Regions from separate parts of the Anas platyrhynchos genome. Here region 1 is linked to region 2. Evidence: chromatin contacts called from public Hi-C data. All regions are on one chromosome and are shown on one strand. The core of a region is the stretch at or near the end of the contact, and the rest is flanking DNA. Distances in the headings are between cores, read along the strand shown.

The links. A called contact is a pair of places that touch in the nucleus more often than the background predicts.
Region 1: a contact with region 2 is called in a Hi-C map of subcutaneous adipose tissue, with 3 times the contacts expected there. The contact joins two enhancer-like sites. A contact is called at or near these places in 3 of 8 Hi-C or Micro-C datasets (liver, skeletal muscle and subcutaneous adipose tissue).

The regions. Positions count from the first base shown.
Region 1 is chr3:41,889,145-41,891,844 of IASCAAS_PekinDuck_T2T, reverse strand. No RefSeq gene overlaps it. Among named protein-coding and RNA genes, the nearest start is that of TRNAI-UAU, 15 kb to the left of the region's middle. Within about 2 kb of position 1,259, at least 5 of the 8 cell types and tissues checked have an H3K27ac peak or open chromatin away from gene starts, as enhancers often do.
Region 2 is chr3:41,617,847-41,620,546 of IASCAAS_PekinDuck_T2T, reverse strand. No RefSeq gene overlaps it. Among named protein-coding and RNA genes, the nearest start is that of TRNAM-CAU, 230 kb to the left of the region's middle. Within about 2 kb of position 1,441, at least 1 of the 8 cell types and tissues checked has an H3K27ac peak or open chromatin away from gene starts, as enhancers often do.

The DNA.
Region 1 (2,700 bases), core at 10-2,509, 270 kb before region 2:
TGGAGTGCGTATAACCAAATGTGGAGTACCAGTAGCTCAATGTTTATGGGTTATGTAGTCTCAGTGTGACAAAAATTGCCATCACTTTCCTCTTTGATGCTCTTAATGAATGAGTTGAGTTTTTTTTTTTTTTTTAACAGTAAGCTGTAACTCCTGAAGGCAGGGGGTTTGATCTTTTGTTTCCTAAATAACTTTTTTTCCGTAGAATGTATTTTGTAGTTGCCTGTGCTTCCTGAACATGAGTTAAGTGTTCTTCATTTACATGTTCAATAAAACAGCATAAAAGATGTGTTTTCACGTGTTACTGCTCTGTAACAGTTATTTGCATATCGTGTACATTTTAGAAGGAACCTATTCAAATTGCTATGTAAACCTTACAGAAAGACTCCCTTGGGCTCTGTTGTTTGCTTTCATAGGGCAGATAATTTAAGAATTGTTTCTTTTTAAAGGATTAACAGCTTTAAGAAAGTGCTTTCTAAAGAGTTGCTTTTGTTTTCAAAGTGGGACAAAGTCAGTTGGCAGACCAGCTTTCAAAGCATCTCAGTCCTTTGGAACTTGTAGTCTAACATTTGCCTAAAGAAATGATTTCCTGGCCCGTACAGACAGTATTTCTTTTTGAGTAAAAGGCCTCTGAAAGCCTGCTAGGAAGACTCCCCAACATTTGGAAAAAGAAGAGATCCTTATAGCTGCTAAAAGCTTTATGAGCTGGGCTAGGAATGCTGCATATTTTACATGCTGAAATCGGATAAATATGCTTGCAGAACTTGTGATCTATTTAATCTTTCCAGAGAGTAAATTGTGGTGTTCTGAGATTTTGTTGTCGTTGTGTGGTGAGTTGTGTGTAGTCATTTTGATAGAGCTGTGCAAGGACATGAGGGGAAAAAAACACTATACATAGTAACATCTGTCTCAGAGCTGGGCTGCTACAGGTGGTAAAAACAGACCAGTTTTTGGGTACCCAAGCCCAGGCACCTATGTTTATGTGTGTGGGGGCCAGCATTGGGCTACAAACCTAAGTACAAAGAGAGAACAGGACTGCTTATATCAGCCCTGTCAGAAGGGAGTCTTGTACCTCTGGGACAGCGGCCATGCTTAGGATGGTGGAGGTGGTAGTGAGGAGGCAGCTATTTCTGTTTGAGAAAGGGCTCTGAAACATGAAAAGCTGCAGAGCTTCTGTTTGGGAGTAGGGGAGAGGCTTGGTGTGGAAAAGCAGAGGAGGAATGCCCCCCTCTATCGAGTGTGATGTGTGGTATCCAGTGCAGCCGTGACTTCTGCCTTACAGGACTACTGCTTGATGTGACAGCATGAAGTCACCATGTTATATAATGTATGAATCGGGTATTTCCTCATTCCATGAGGAAACAAAGGATTTTGAAACATTGATATTCAACTCTTCAGTTTGGTGAAATCAAAGAAATGACTTAGCTTGTTTGGTTTGCAGCAAGAAAATGGTAATGATCATTGCTGGTGGAAGGGTCTGGTCATGACTCAGTGGTGCTGCATATGTGGCTGATGGTCTCCAGTTCACTGAGTGAATGATGAAGCATAGTAGTCTTCCATTTCTCAGATGGGAAGAGGGATAATTGCATGGCAAGGATCAAGTTTTAAGGTTTAGCTTTCAGCTAAAGCAGTAGCTCAAACTTGATTCTCTGTGGTCCTTCTCATCTTATCTGTGAACACTTTGTGTTTGTTGGCTCTATTTTCTTGCTGCTGTAACATCCCACAAATATTTAAAGGATTCATCTATAACATCCCTCCGAAATGAAGACATAATATCCTCTTCCTACAGATAAGGAACAAAAGCAAAAGGATCTGTGTCTCCTTGGAGTTGGATATTTAGCATATTTAACTTCTCTGGGCAAGAACAGAACAAGCATACAGTATTTGCTTCTATGTAGGATTTTTTAATATTTAAATTTTAAAATCTTTCATTTTTATGTTGAAGGCTGCAGTTGTTCATAAAAGTTGCAGTGGGAATAAGAACAGTAAAAAAAAAAAAACTTATCACTGAAGACACATGCCTTTTTGAAGTTGTACTTGGACGACTATTTACTTGCATCCTCTGGAACATCCCATTAACCAGCAGGATAGTGTCTTTATGACTCAGCTCCTAAATGAGAAAATTTTTCTCCATTGTGTAGCATGATAGTACAGAGCATGTATTTAAAGTGAATTGCTCGGGAATTTGTTTAGACCTCTGTTTCAATGTGGTATTTTGAATGTCTAGGCTGTTTGTTTTGAAGTCTAATAAAGCCACGTGTTTCACCTGAATTCAGGCAATACAAAACTCTTATTAGGATTTTGCAGAAATATGATACTATACCTACACTTATCCTTGTAGGATATGGGAAATTCAAAACTACTTTTAAACAGATAAATTATACATTGAGATGTTGAATTCATGATGTCTAATATTTTCTGTGGCTCCTCTCATATTTTAATATCTGGAGTAGCAACAGAGTAATTATACTACTTTAACCCCTTATTGCTATTCATGCCTATATTCCTTTTTCATATACATGGAATTTTAGGCTGCTGCTATCTGATAGCTGCTTGTGATAGCACCCAGTTCGCCCTTCCTTTTGAGAAATCCCACATGCTCAAACAAATCAGTAAAATGAACAACCCTTCTCTGTAAATCTTAAGGAATATGTTCCCTGACAACCCAAAGAGCATTATGCCACCCCTTATGGCAATTTC
Region 2 (2,700 bases), core at 192-2,691:
ATGAAACTGTGAGATTTAGGATCTGCCAACTGTGGTGAGAAAGGCCTGATTTTTTTTTTTTTTCTGTCATTTTTTTCAGATGACTTTCCTGACTCTTGGTTGGTCTGCAGACTTCTTTAATGACCTGTTGCTGCAGTGCCACTTCCTGTTTGTACAATATGTTGACATTTGAAAGACTGCCCTGTCTTCCCTGTAATTGATATTAAATATATATATACATATTATACATTTATATGTATGTAGGAACACTCCTGACAGGAAATGGGTAGGGTTGCAGGAGGCTTCAGCTTTAGCTATTGGAGCCATCCACTGGGTAGGGAGAAGGAGCTTCCCAAAGTGATAGAAGGGGTGATTTGGGGATCTAAGCAGGGAGAAACAGCAGGATTTGGGTGCAAGGCATGTCAGCGCCTTTTCCCTGCACCCTACCGCTCCTTCAGGAGTGCTGGCTGTGACATTCCAGTTCATACTGTGTGAATGTACTTCAGCCATCCATCCTGGTGTGACTGCTCCTTGACTGTGCTGTGCAAGCAGAGCTCATGGGGCATGCAGTTGCTGAGTAGCCCCCATGAGGGCACACACGTACACACTCACTTCAGAGCTCAAGCTGCTGCTGCTGCTTTTTAAGCAGCTAAATGTATTCAGACTGAATGCCCCTCAGATCAAGGCAAGCAATGTGAAGTACAGTATTTCGAACTTGAGCGTAAATAATTGAAATTTTCAAAACTTGCAAGTTTAAAATACTTTATTATTATTATTTGACAAATTCTCATGCTGTTATATTTGTGTGTTTTCTGTCTCCATCCAAAGTTCCTTTATCTTTGTCTTTTTATTTCTTCATTTGCATTTTTTCTTCCCTTTATCTAAATACTCATTGCAAGTGTGTGTGTCTATACATTTTTACATACAAAAATCTGTAATGCTGGTGATCTGGCTTTAATTTCAGTGTGTTTCAAGATCAGAAGGTAGACAGCTCACTAATAGCTTCAGCAATGAAGTAGCTAAAATTCATAGTGTATGGATGGGTAAATAGGTGAGAGATTTTAATACCACATGCAGTCTACTCTGCTATGAAGTACAATCCAAACTCCTTTCTTTGCTCTGATAAATCTGGTTTTGTGCATATTCACAGAGATGGGTAACCTAGGCATGTACTGCCCTTTAATTCTACTTCATCTCTTCCTCACTCGTCACATGTCTTTAATCCATGTAGTGAGGACAGGCAAGTGCCAGATTCCTGGATGCGATTAAAAGGTCACATCCTTTTGCAGTAGTTGCTATTCCACTTCTAACCTGAGGATTGCAGGGGAGAGCAAGTCTTGAAATGTTCAAGGGCCTTTCCTTTTTTTTTTTTTTTATCTGAATCATCTGATGCACTGCTGTCTACAAAACTGTATTAAAGAAGAAACTCATTGCTTTGGAATGTTTTAGTATTGAAGTTACACTTGAACAGAAATATGTCATGATTTGCTGTGGGACTTTGTTTCCACATCCATCTGAGGTAGAAACTGAGGAAAAGGAGACATAAAAATGTGTAGGCCATTACTTGTACTATCTGGTTACTGAAGTGAAATTATGCTTGTGGTATATGGAGTAAATGATTCAAGCACCTAAAATGGTTCAGAGGGGTAGATTTATTTTTCTGTTGTAGGTAGCATCGAGAGAAGCCCTTGGTGGCAGTTGCTTTAGAGGAATAAACTGGAGAAGCTCAGAATATACTTGACTGGAGTAGTATATGTCTTTTCATGTCATATTTACTGCACTTTGAGACCGTAAAAAAGAATCAGTTCCTCTGCTGATGTCAGTTCTGCACCATGTCTATACCTAAACAGTACATTGTAGCTTTAAGCACACCCATTCTGGCACACTTCATAACTCCAAAATTCTTTGAGATGCAGTTTTTGTGTTGCTGGTTCCTTTCACGCAGACGATATTGCCAATTGTAGCTGTGGGCCTTTCAACACAGGAAGAAGAGATGGGTTTCCTATTGGGCTCCTGTCTGTGGAGCTCCTTAGTGGCTTGCAGGTTTCATCAGCCAGGAACTTAGCCTCTCTTCCAGGGAGCTGGTGGCTGTTTTAGTCTTTCCCTTGCTGATTTAAAGGTGCATTGAATTCCTGGTTCTGAGTGGTGAGGAATATAAATATTTAAGTCCCCGAAATATGACATTTTACTAGACCTAAATGTTACTTTTAGGTAATCTTTATAACACCCACTAACATCTTGTTTGTTTTTTAAAGTCTTGCTGCAGTAATGTTTTCCTTTGGAAAAAGTACTTGTATGGGAGAAACTTTTTTTTCCCTGGCTTAGCAAATTACTGAGAGAAGTCTTTACACCCAAGAAAACAATTAAACTTTTTTTTTTTTTCCTCAGCAGAAAGGCTGTCTTCTAACATTAAGGAAAAAAAAAAAAATACAGCTTCTAGAAGGAGGCTGGGTTAAATTTAATTTCCAGTGTCTTCCTGTGAGTTTTAAACTCTTTTCCTTGGAAGAGCTTTTTGCTGGTTGCTCGCTGAGGGGAGCAGAATCATGAGCGTGCTGCGGTGACAGGAGGAGATCTGACCATCTCCTCCCGGCGCTGCAGTGCGGGACGCTTGGGGAAGTCTGGGGACAGGCGGTCAGGGCAGTGGGACCATCAGCATCAGCCTCCCGGAGCACACCGGTGTCTTATCTAGCCAGAAAGCCGTGCGGCTTTGGACTTGAGCAA